Regions from separate parts of the Mus musculus genome. Here all the other regions are linked to region 3. A link is a contact called in public Hi-C and Micro-C data. All regions are on one chromosome and are shown on one strand. The core of a region is the stretch at or near the end of the contact, and the rest is flanking DNA. Distances in the headings are between cores, read along the strand shown.

Evidence for each region. A called contact is a pair of places that touch in the nucleus more often than the background predicts.
Region 1: a contact with region 3 is called in a Hi-C map of bone marrow-derived macrophages, with 29 read pairs. The contact joins two enhancer-like sites. A contact is called at or near these places in 11 of 484 Hi-C or Micro-C datasets (the C2C12 cell line, Th1 cells, bone marrow-derived macrophages and 6 more) and 3 of 115 datasets of contacts at active chromatin or transcription factors (extraembryonic endoderm stem cells, microglia and trophoblast stem cells).
Region 2: a contact with region 3 is called in a Micro-C map of the AtT-20 cell line, with 2.2 times the contacts expected there. The contact joins two enhancer-like sites. A contact is called at or near these places in 4 of 484 Hi-C or Micro-C datasets (the AtT-20 cell line, cerebral cortex, granulocyte-monocyte progenitors and 1 more) and 2 of 115 datasets of contacts at active chromatin or transcription factors (extraembryonic endoderm stem cells and trophoblast stem cells).

Annotation. Positions count from the first base shown.
Region 1 is chr9:85,356,186-85,358,885 of GRCm38.p6, reverse strand. No RefSeq gene overlaps it. Among named protein-coding and RNA genes, the nearest start is that of Tent5a, 30 kb to the right of the region's middle. Within about 2 kb of position 1,250, at least 38 of the 459 cell types and tissues checked have an H3K27ac peak or open chromatin away from gene starts, as enhancers often do. A contact at or near this core is called in bone marrow-derived macrophages, where this site is marked.
Region 2 is chr9:85,399,721-85,402,420 of GRCm38.p6, reverse strand. No RefSeq gene overlaps it. Among named protein-coding and RNA genes, the nearest start is that of Gm25125, 72 kb to the left of the region's middle. Within about 2 kb of position 1,375, at least 16 of the 459 cell types and tissues checked have an H3K27ac peak or open chromatin away from gene starts, as enhancers often do. A contact at or near this core is called in the AtT-20 cell line, where this site is marked.
Region 3 is chr9:85,586,994-85,589,693 of GRCm38.p6, reverse strand. No RefSeq gene overlaps it. Among named protein-coding and RNA genes, the nearest start is that of Gm25125, 120 kb to the right of the region's middle. Within about 2 kb of position 1,448, at least 14 of the 459 cell types and tissues checked have an H3K27ac peak or open chromatin away from gene starts, as enhancers often do. A contact at or near this core is called in the AtT-20 cell line and bone marrow-derived macrophages, where this site is marked.

The DNA of each region.
Region 1 (2,700 bases), core at 1-2,500, 230 kb after region 3:
TGTGTGTGTGTGTGTGTGTGTGTGTGTGCAGCCCCATGGAGGGAACAACTGTGTCAACTGGCCAGACTACCCTGGAGCTCCCAGGGACTAGACCACCAACCAAAGAATACACATGGAGTGACCCATGGCGCTGGCCACATATGTGGCAGAGGATGGATGGCCTTGTTGGACATCAGTGGGAGGAGAGGACCTTGGGCCTGAGGGTGTTCAATGTCCTGGGAATGCCAGGGCGAAAGGACAGGAGTGGGTGGGTGGGAGAACAGCCTCATAGAGGCAGGAAGAGGGGGAAGGGATAGGGAGTTTCCGAAGGGGAGACCCGGAAAGGGGAAAGCATTCGAAGTGTAAATAAAGAAAATATTCTTTTTTTTTTTTTTTTTTTTTAAAGAAAGTACTGTCTAGTTCTCAGGGTAAGTGGCTGGTAGAAGAGCAATGGGTGGATCTGTGAACAATGAATAAATAACCTGATGTCTGTGTGGGATTTATGTTCTATGCCCCTGGCTTGGCCAACTCCAGTGACAGCTTCTGAGATTCACGGGAGGTCCACTCATGTTCTTGTGCCCTTGCTGATACACTGTCTTCTCTCCATCAAAGAGGAAATGGTAGGTTTAAAATGCATCTCCTATAGGGGAAAGTCATAGTTGGCTTTTATAGACCCATTCACGGTGTCGGATACATGGAGTAACAAGGCAGTTCTCTTCATTTAAAATGTTTTCTTTTGTTCTGGAATGTACAGATAATCACTTGGAGTATTTTTAAAGAGCCATTGATAACATTATGCCTAATAAAAGCACAGTCCTTAAAGGGAAAGGCTTTCTAGACTGTATATTTATAAGGGGAAAATTTCAGATGATCTAAATTATTTGAAGTTGGTGCTCATCAAAAAAACAAGCTACAGAAATAGAGTCTTCTAGTAACCAATGAACAGTTGTGATCATAAATAGGCACTGAGGTTAAAAAAGATGTAAGCAAACTTTAAAAAAGAAACATTGGAATTTAATAAGATAATGCTAAAACTCTCCTGTGGCAACCATTAACAGCTCAAATTTAGCATTACAGAACTGCTCTAAGGAAACGTGTTACGCCACACACTAATTAAAAAATAAATATTTCCAGCCCCATAAAGGGACAGCACACAGTAATGTAAATGACATGTTAAATTAAAGCTGGTGACGGCCATCCTAGAGTCTCTAACATAAGCAGCGAACTAAAATACAGAAAACTATCAGCAGCAGAGTTGAGTCAGCGGCCATGTGATCTTGCCCAGGGCTAGGAGAGTTTCACTTTCATTTTTAGGTGTGGTCTTGGACACTGAACCCGTGACCTATGTATGCTAGGAAGAAGCTCTCCAATTCCTTTAAAACAACAACAGTAACAACAACAAAACTTTATTTATTTATTTATTTATTTATTTATCTATCTAGCTATCTTTTTATTTTAAACTACAGATTTTATTCTCCTCCTGGTCCACCCTCTGACTGTTCCACATCCCATGCCTCCTCCCCACCCTCTTGTCTCCAAGAGCATGTCCCCACCCCCACCCTACCTCTAAACTCCCTGGGGTTTCTAGTCTCTTGAGGGTTAGGTGCATCTTCTTTGACTAAGCCCAGACCTTCCAGTCCTCTGCTATATCTGTGTTGGGGGCTGAGGTTGTTGACTTTTTTTTGAAAAATAATTACTTATGCATTATTCTGCAAGTATATTACCAGAAACCCCAAAGTTCGGAGTAAGGATCAGCCAGATAGTAATTAATTCAATCTCATGTGCTAAGAAGCTTATCAGTGTAAGAACTTACAGAGTGAAGGACAAAATGGGTCTTCACAGTTTTTATGTGAAAATATAGCAATGGTTATGTACAGCTTTTACATTTATTTTATTTTTATTGAGAATTTTATATGTGAGTAGGTTATTTACATCATGTCCTCCTTACTCTTCCCCCTTTCCAGCTCCTTTTTTTTGTCCCTCACTCTTTCTCAAATTCACACACATACACATGAGTGCGCGCACACACACATACACACACACACAACACACACACACATACACACACACACACACAACCTCCTGTGTCCACTTAGTGCTGGTGATATATATGTACTAGTGTTTAGGGATGACTATATGGGATCAGATAAGCTGTAAGGGAGGTGGGCCCTGGAAAAGATTGATTCTTCCTCTCTTAACACTCATTAGTTGTCTATAACTCTTTATTTATTAGTGGGTCCTTGTGAAAGTGCCCATATCATGTTAGGATGTCAACTGGCTTTATCATTGTACAGGCCCTCTTTTGGTGACTGTTTCAGTACTCTGTCATCTATAGAAGACATTATCTCAGCGGCAGACTCCCAGATCTTCTGACCCTTATCTCTTCCTCCTCCTCCTCCTCCTCTTCCTCCTCCTCCTCCTCCTCCTCCTCCTCCTCCTCTTCTTCCTCCTCCTCCTCCTCCTTCTATGTGGTATTCCCTGGACACATTATTTTTAAAAGCAATCTCCTGTGAGGGGCAATTCGAAAACAATAGCATTTTGCTTAATTGAAATTAAACATAGTGCAATAGGAGGCTGAAGCAGGAGGGTCAAGACCAACTCAGCAAGAGTCTATCTATCTCATGATGCAGAGAAAAGACATCAGCACCACGTGAAGGTCTAAGGAGGAGCTTCTGTTCATGCTGTGGAAGGTCCAGGGCTCAGTCTTCTATACCACCAGTA
Region 2 (2,700 bases), core at 126-2,625, 190 kb after region 3:
TGAGACCCTGTAGTAGTTTGGACTACATGAGACCCTGCCTTTAAATAAAGAAGTCATCTCTTCAGAGTAAAACTCATAGCTTATACTTCACGACTTCGCTCCTTGCATATGGAGATGACTGCTTTGGAAGTACCACAGCTAAGAAGCAGAGTGTAGGCTTTAATGCATGTTATATAGTTAAACTTTTGTGGGTAAATAAGACCACTTTGAAGTTCAGGCAACTCTGATATGTAGTTTCTGTCCAGAGAGTATTACAGTTTTTTGATAAGTCATTCCTAAAATTCTTTTACCTAAATTAAAAAAAGACTTTTGTAGTAGGTTTTGTTTGCTAGATTTTCATTTCTTCTGAAGGGAAGTTGAGAAGGCCAATTTTGCCTTTGGGTGAAGCCTTAGGTAGCTTTTATTTATAGAGATGATGGAAGCATTATTTATATTCCAGCCAAACTGAAAGCAGTTTTGCAACAGTTGTAGAGTGCTAGATTGCCTGTTGTCTACCACTGTCAAGTCCATGGAAGTTGCAAAGTTCTCACTAAGGCACAGTCACGATGCAGTATTTTCAGGGGGCAGAATCTTCCACTAGAGTGACCTAGATACTTCAGTAGCTGTCACACAGAGGTTATACACTGTACACTTTCTTGTCCCCCAGTACAGTCCTTCTTGGCTAGTATTGCTCAGTCTCTGTCTCTCACAGGCTGCTTTTCATGTAGTGTTTCTTTCAGCCTCACAAGCCTAGGAGATAATTTGCTACTGTTATCCTCATCTGTAAAAAAAAAAAATGAGATAATTGTGAATTGCTGCAGCTGAGAGTCAATCTCACACTGTGATATTCCGTCAAAGTGAGCATGCTTTGGAGTAGAGAGAAACACCAGCTAGACAGAGGGTTGACTAATTTTGACTTTGGTTGCATGGGAATTCAAGCAAAGCTGACTGAAACCCCACAGCTCTTTTATATTAACAGGACAGGGATGGGTTCAATTCCCTTGTTGGTTGTCAGGTAGTGTGTGGCATTTCCTGGCTGGCAAAATTAATTGCTGGTAGGAGATTTCCTCAGTAGTACCCTCTTATCTGGTGAAGAAATGTGTCCTTGAAAGGCCATTTTGAAATGAAAGTAGAACAAGATTAAAGAGGAAACATCACAGAGCCACGTGGATCTCAGTCCACCTGTGTAGGGGACAATTAAATGTTAAGTAAAAGCAGGGCGACCAGGGGGAGGGGCATCTGACAGCATAGCTCAGGCCAAGAGACAAATATAAACATGCTGGATTTCTTCCCATAGGGTGCATTCATTAATTTTCCAGCAGGAGCTTTGACGAGCCAAATTGTGATAGGGCGAGAAAAATGTGGCCGACAGCTGTTGACTTTGAACAAAAGCCAAGTCTTCATTCCCAGTGTAATCTTACGTATTTGCAAGTGTGCCTGAGATGTAGCTGGGCTTTCCGAATCAGTGAAAACCTAATCCATTGACCTTTCTGATCTACTTATAACAGTATTTAATATCCTACCATTTCGTTCTTCTTTGTTTTCCTTTGCACAAATACTTCTGGCAGAGCAAGTTGGCCATATGGTTTATGAATTAATCAATAAACTCATTCTGTAGAAGCACTGTTTGCTCACCATAGTCAATTCTCATGAACCCATTAGAGCAGGAACAAGGGAAAACAACCACAAATCTCAGTTACTTCCCCTGCCCTCCCTGGTCACGTTCTGGATAGTTTTATAGTAACCGCTATTATTGTCATTGTTACCAGTTCGTTTCCTTGTAATTCTACTCTCATACATGACCAGGTTTGGTAGTTTCATTTTCCGTGAAAAGAAACAGAAACTTCTACCAGTGATTCGAGTTGATTCTTCCGGGCCTCAGTAACATTGATTATCTCCAGGAGGAAGTTCCATAGACCTTCAAATGGGGTTACTTTACTACAATTAGCAGCAGGAGACAACCATTGCTTCAGGCCAACAGGTGAAAATACCAGGCTCCAGTTCCCATGTGAACCTGAGCAATTTAGAAGTCAATTCCTTCTACAAATCTCCCCTTTGTCCATTTATTTATCCTCTGTACATTCACTGACTACTATGTGCCAGGAGTTTTGCTGGATGCTCAGAACTAACATTAAGAAATATATAAACCCTAGCCATTTTTTTAACACTTTCTGTTGAGTGTATTTCTCTATGTTTTATAATTTCTAGGGGGCAAAATATCTTTGATATAGTAATTTATAACTGGTGATATGATTATAGATGTGGAGCATTGGAAAGGAATTGGATGGTACCTGGATAGATGACGCTACCTACTCTAGCAAACTTCTTTGTTTGGGCTACTTTTTGTTCTCTTTGTAGTTTCTCATAGGCAGCCAATATGGTGATAATTTTCTTAATAGCATTGCATAGCAATACAGAAGATGGAGAGATGATGAATCAGTAGCAGAGAGGTTGGTTTGGAAGCTCCTGTGGGTTATCTAGATGTTGGATAACACTGAGGTTTTGTTGTTTGCTTTAAGTCTGGAGTAGTGATGGGGATTTTGTTGGTCTTGTTTCACTCTTGTGTTTTGCACTGCCAGTTGCTAGGGACAAATAAGCAAGTAGACACAGGCTAGGACATGCGCGGTGTAACTTCACAAAGCTATGACAAATACTTCATCAACTGTGTTAAAGGCAGGAAGCAAACATTACTCCCAAACTGAAAATCGTTTAATAAAGGAA
Region 3 (2,700 bases), core at 199-2,698:
GGAAAGATATTTAAAGGGAAATGCCAAGATGCCTTGAGAGTTCCTGGTTGGCACAGCCTGATAGATGTCCTGTATGGCAGGCAGAGAGTGCTCCCAGGGGACCTTCAGGTGGGGGTTGAGTTCTGGGATGAACACTTTGAGTCTATAGAGTCTGTGAGATACTCAGATGAAGAGTATTATGGCTATTCATTTGTGTTTAATTCTCAGACAGAGGTGTGACTCAGACAGATGGTATAAATGAGAGAATCCTTGACTGGGGGTGGGGAGCAAAGCTGCGGCTAAGGGAAGATTCCCCCACATCCTGGCACCAGTTTCTCATGTGTATGTGCACAGTGTAGGAACATCTGTTTCTCCATGCTTGTGACAATTTGTCATATTGCTAAATATCTCGATCTTTTCCAAACTGACAGGTAAAAGAAAAAATGTCTCTATAGCGTTGGCTTGAATTTAACACACACACACACACACACACACACACACACACACACACACCCTTGATAACTTCATCCATGTATATAAGTAAGTCAGATCTTATTTACCTGCTTTCTCCCTTCCAACTCCTCCCATATCCCTCAACCATTACCTTCCACTTCCCTCCCAATTCCAGGAGCTATTTGTAGCTGATAGCTGTGGGAGGGAGGAGGAAGCTCTCACTTTCTTGAGCGTGTTTCCACAGGTTGGTTTCCTACATGCCACTAATGGATGGACCCCCGCACCCATGTGTGCATGGGTAGCACTAAATTAGAATTATCAAAACAATGGCCTGCATTTTGCAGAAGTGATGCTGAACCTCTTTTTCTTTGTTACTCCCTGAATTGTTTCATGACTTTTTGTGGATATAAAAGCATGTTATTATTTTTTTTTGGCAGAAATTCTATAGTTTCATCAGTGCTCAACCTGACTACCTCATCTCTGTATCACTGACCTGGACTTCTTCTGACTGGGGAATCATCTTCCATGGTTAGTCCCTCGTGGCTGTTTGGCCTTCTCAGAGGCATTTCTCAACACATAACTATTCCTCTGTGTGGCACTGATTCCCTGCCTCAACTTGGAGCCACCAGTGTAGGCTAAGACTGACCTATCATGTTCTACATTGCTGTCTTCTTCTGGAGTCTTTATGCTTTTATTATTTTCCTCCTTCCAATGCAAAAGGAAATAGTGACCTTTTTGTTACATCACAACTGAAGCCTTCACTATAAACTCTTAGCTATTTGGCTTGAGCACACTTCTTTATAACCAAAGGGGACCACAGAAACTTATGTATCAGGCAGAGCACAAGGGACACACACGTACTTGTTTCTGTAATTCCACACTCATTATGGGTTGTGCTCTTTGCTATTGAGATGTGCACTAAGTCATTTTAAAGCATTCTTGGGGGCTAGCACTAGGGGGAGCATGAGGCCTATTGTTCCACCTAGAAAAGGCCAGAATGAGGGTGCTGACAGGCTAGGGTATAGAAAACACTAGCAAATTAGAAGGAAGTTGATAGGGTGTGTCCTGTCTCTCATACTGAGTGTGTATTGCTTGGCAAAATATTCACCTGCAGCCAGAATCTGGAAAGGGCACGCATTGGAGGTCAAGGAGGTAGAACAACACTTCCTGTCCATCTGGGAATGACAGGGGATGTAGGCTCTTTGGGATTCATACATACACACTCTATGTAGAGTTGGTGTGTGCCACCTTACTTGGCCTTTGATATAATGTGTATGTGAAGTGATGCACTGGATACTTTGTGTGTCATAGGATATCTTTGCAGATGTGACAGGTGGCAGTTCATGATTAATGACAGAAAAGATAACCCAAACATGAATTTATACATTCTGATATCTGAGAGTAATTAAGTGAACTGGTATTCTAAATACAATGGCGAATAGATAGAAAGAAAAAAGAAAAGAGAAAAGAAAAGAAAAGAGAAAAAAGAAAAGAAAAGGAAAAGCTGAAATGTCTGGACTTATATTTTAAACTCTTGTTTAGAACTTAATAGTATTCCCATTTCCTTTTGCCTTACTTCAGCAATATCTCCTTCTTATATTTTGTCTCTTGATGTCTTTCATTTCTGGGTGTATTTGAAGACAAGTTCACATCCATTCCCCAGACTAAAAAGACTTTTGGTCTGACCATGCTCTCCCACCCCTGCTGTAAGCCCTGCCCACACACTCTCCATCCCTAAGCAGACTTCTTGAATGCTACTTGCGCATTTCATCTTCTTGCCAAGTCAGGATTTAATCTTCCACAATTCAGAGCCTGCTTATGTCACTCTGTGAGATGCTTTGGACAAAAATCTCAAAGGGCCCTTTAATTCCAACTTTCCATCTATGTAATTGCCTAATTCATAGTGACGATACATGTGTATTACTATAGAAATATTTTATACATTTAAGAACATCACTGTGTTTTCCCTCCTTGCATAAGGACAGCACGCGCACACACTTGTTTTGTATGCTTGCTGTATCTTGGTGACCTTTTATACAAGGAAGTTCCTTCTTTGATTGTACAAGTTGTTCCGTATACTGAGCCAACAAAACATGTAGCCAGTGTGCATCTAATGGACATTTGATTGTCTCTGACATTTGCTGCAGTGAATAAAGTTGTACATATGTCACTCAGTATGGGTGTGATCACAATCAAGGGGTAAAACTAGAATGGCAAAATCATTTCAGTCTGTATGGCCAAATTGGTATTATCTCTGCAAGAAGGAAT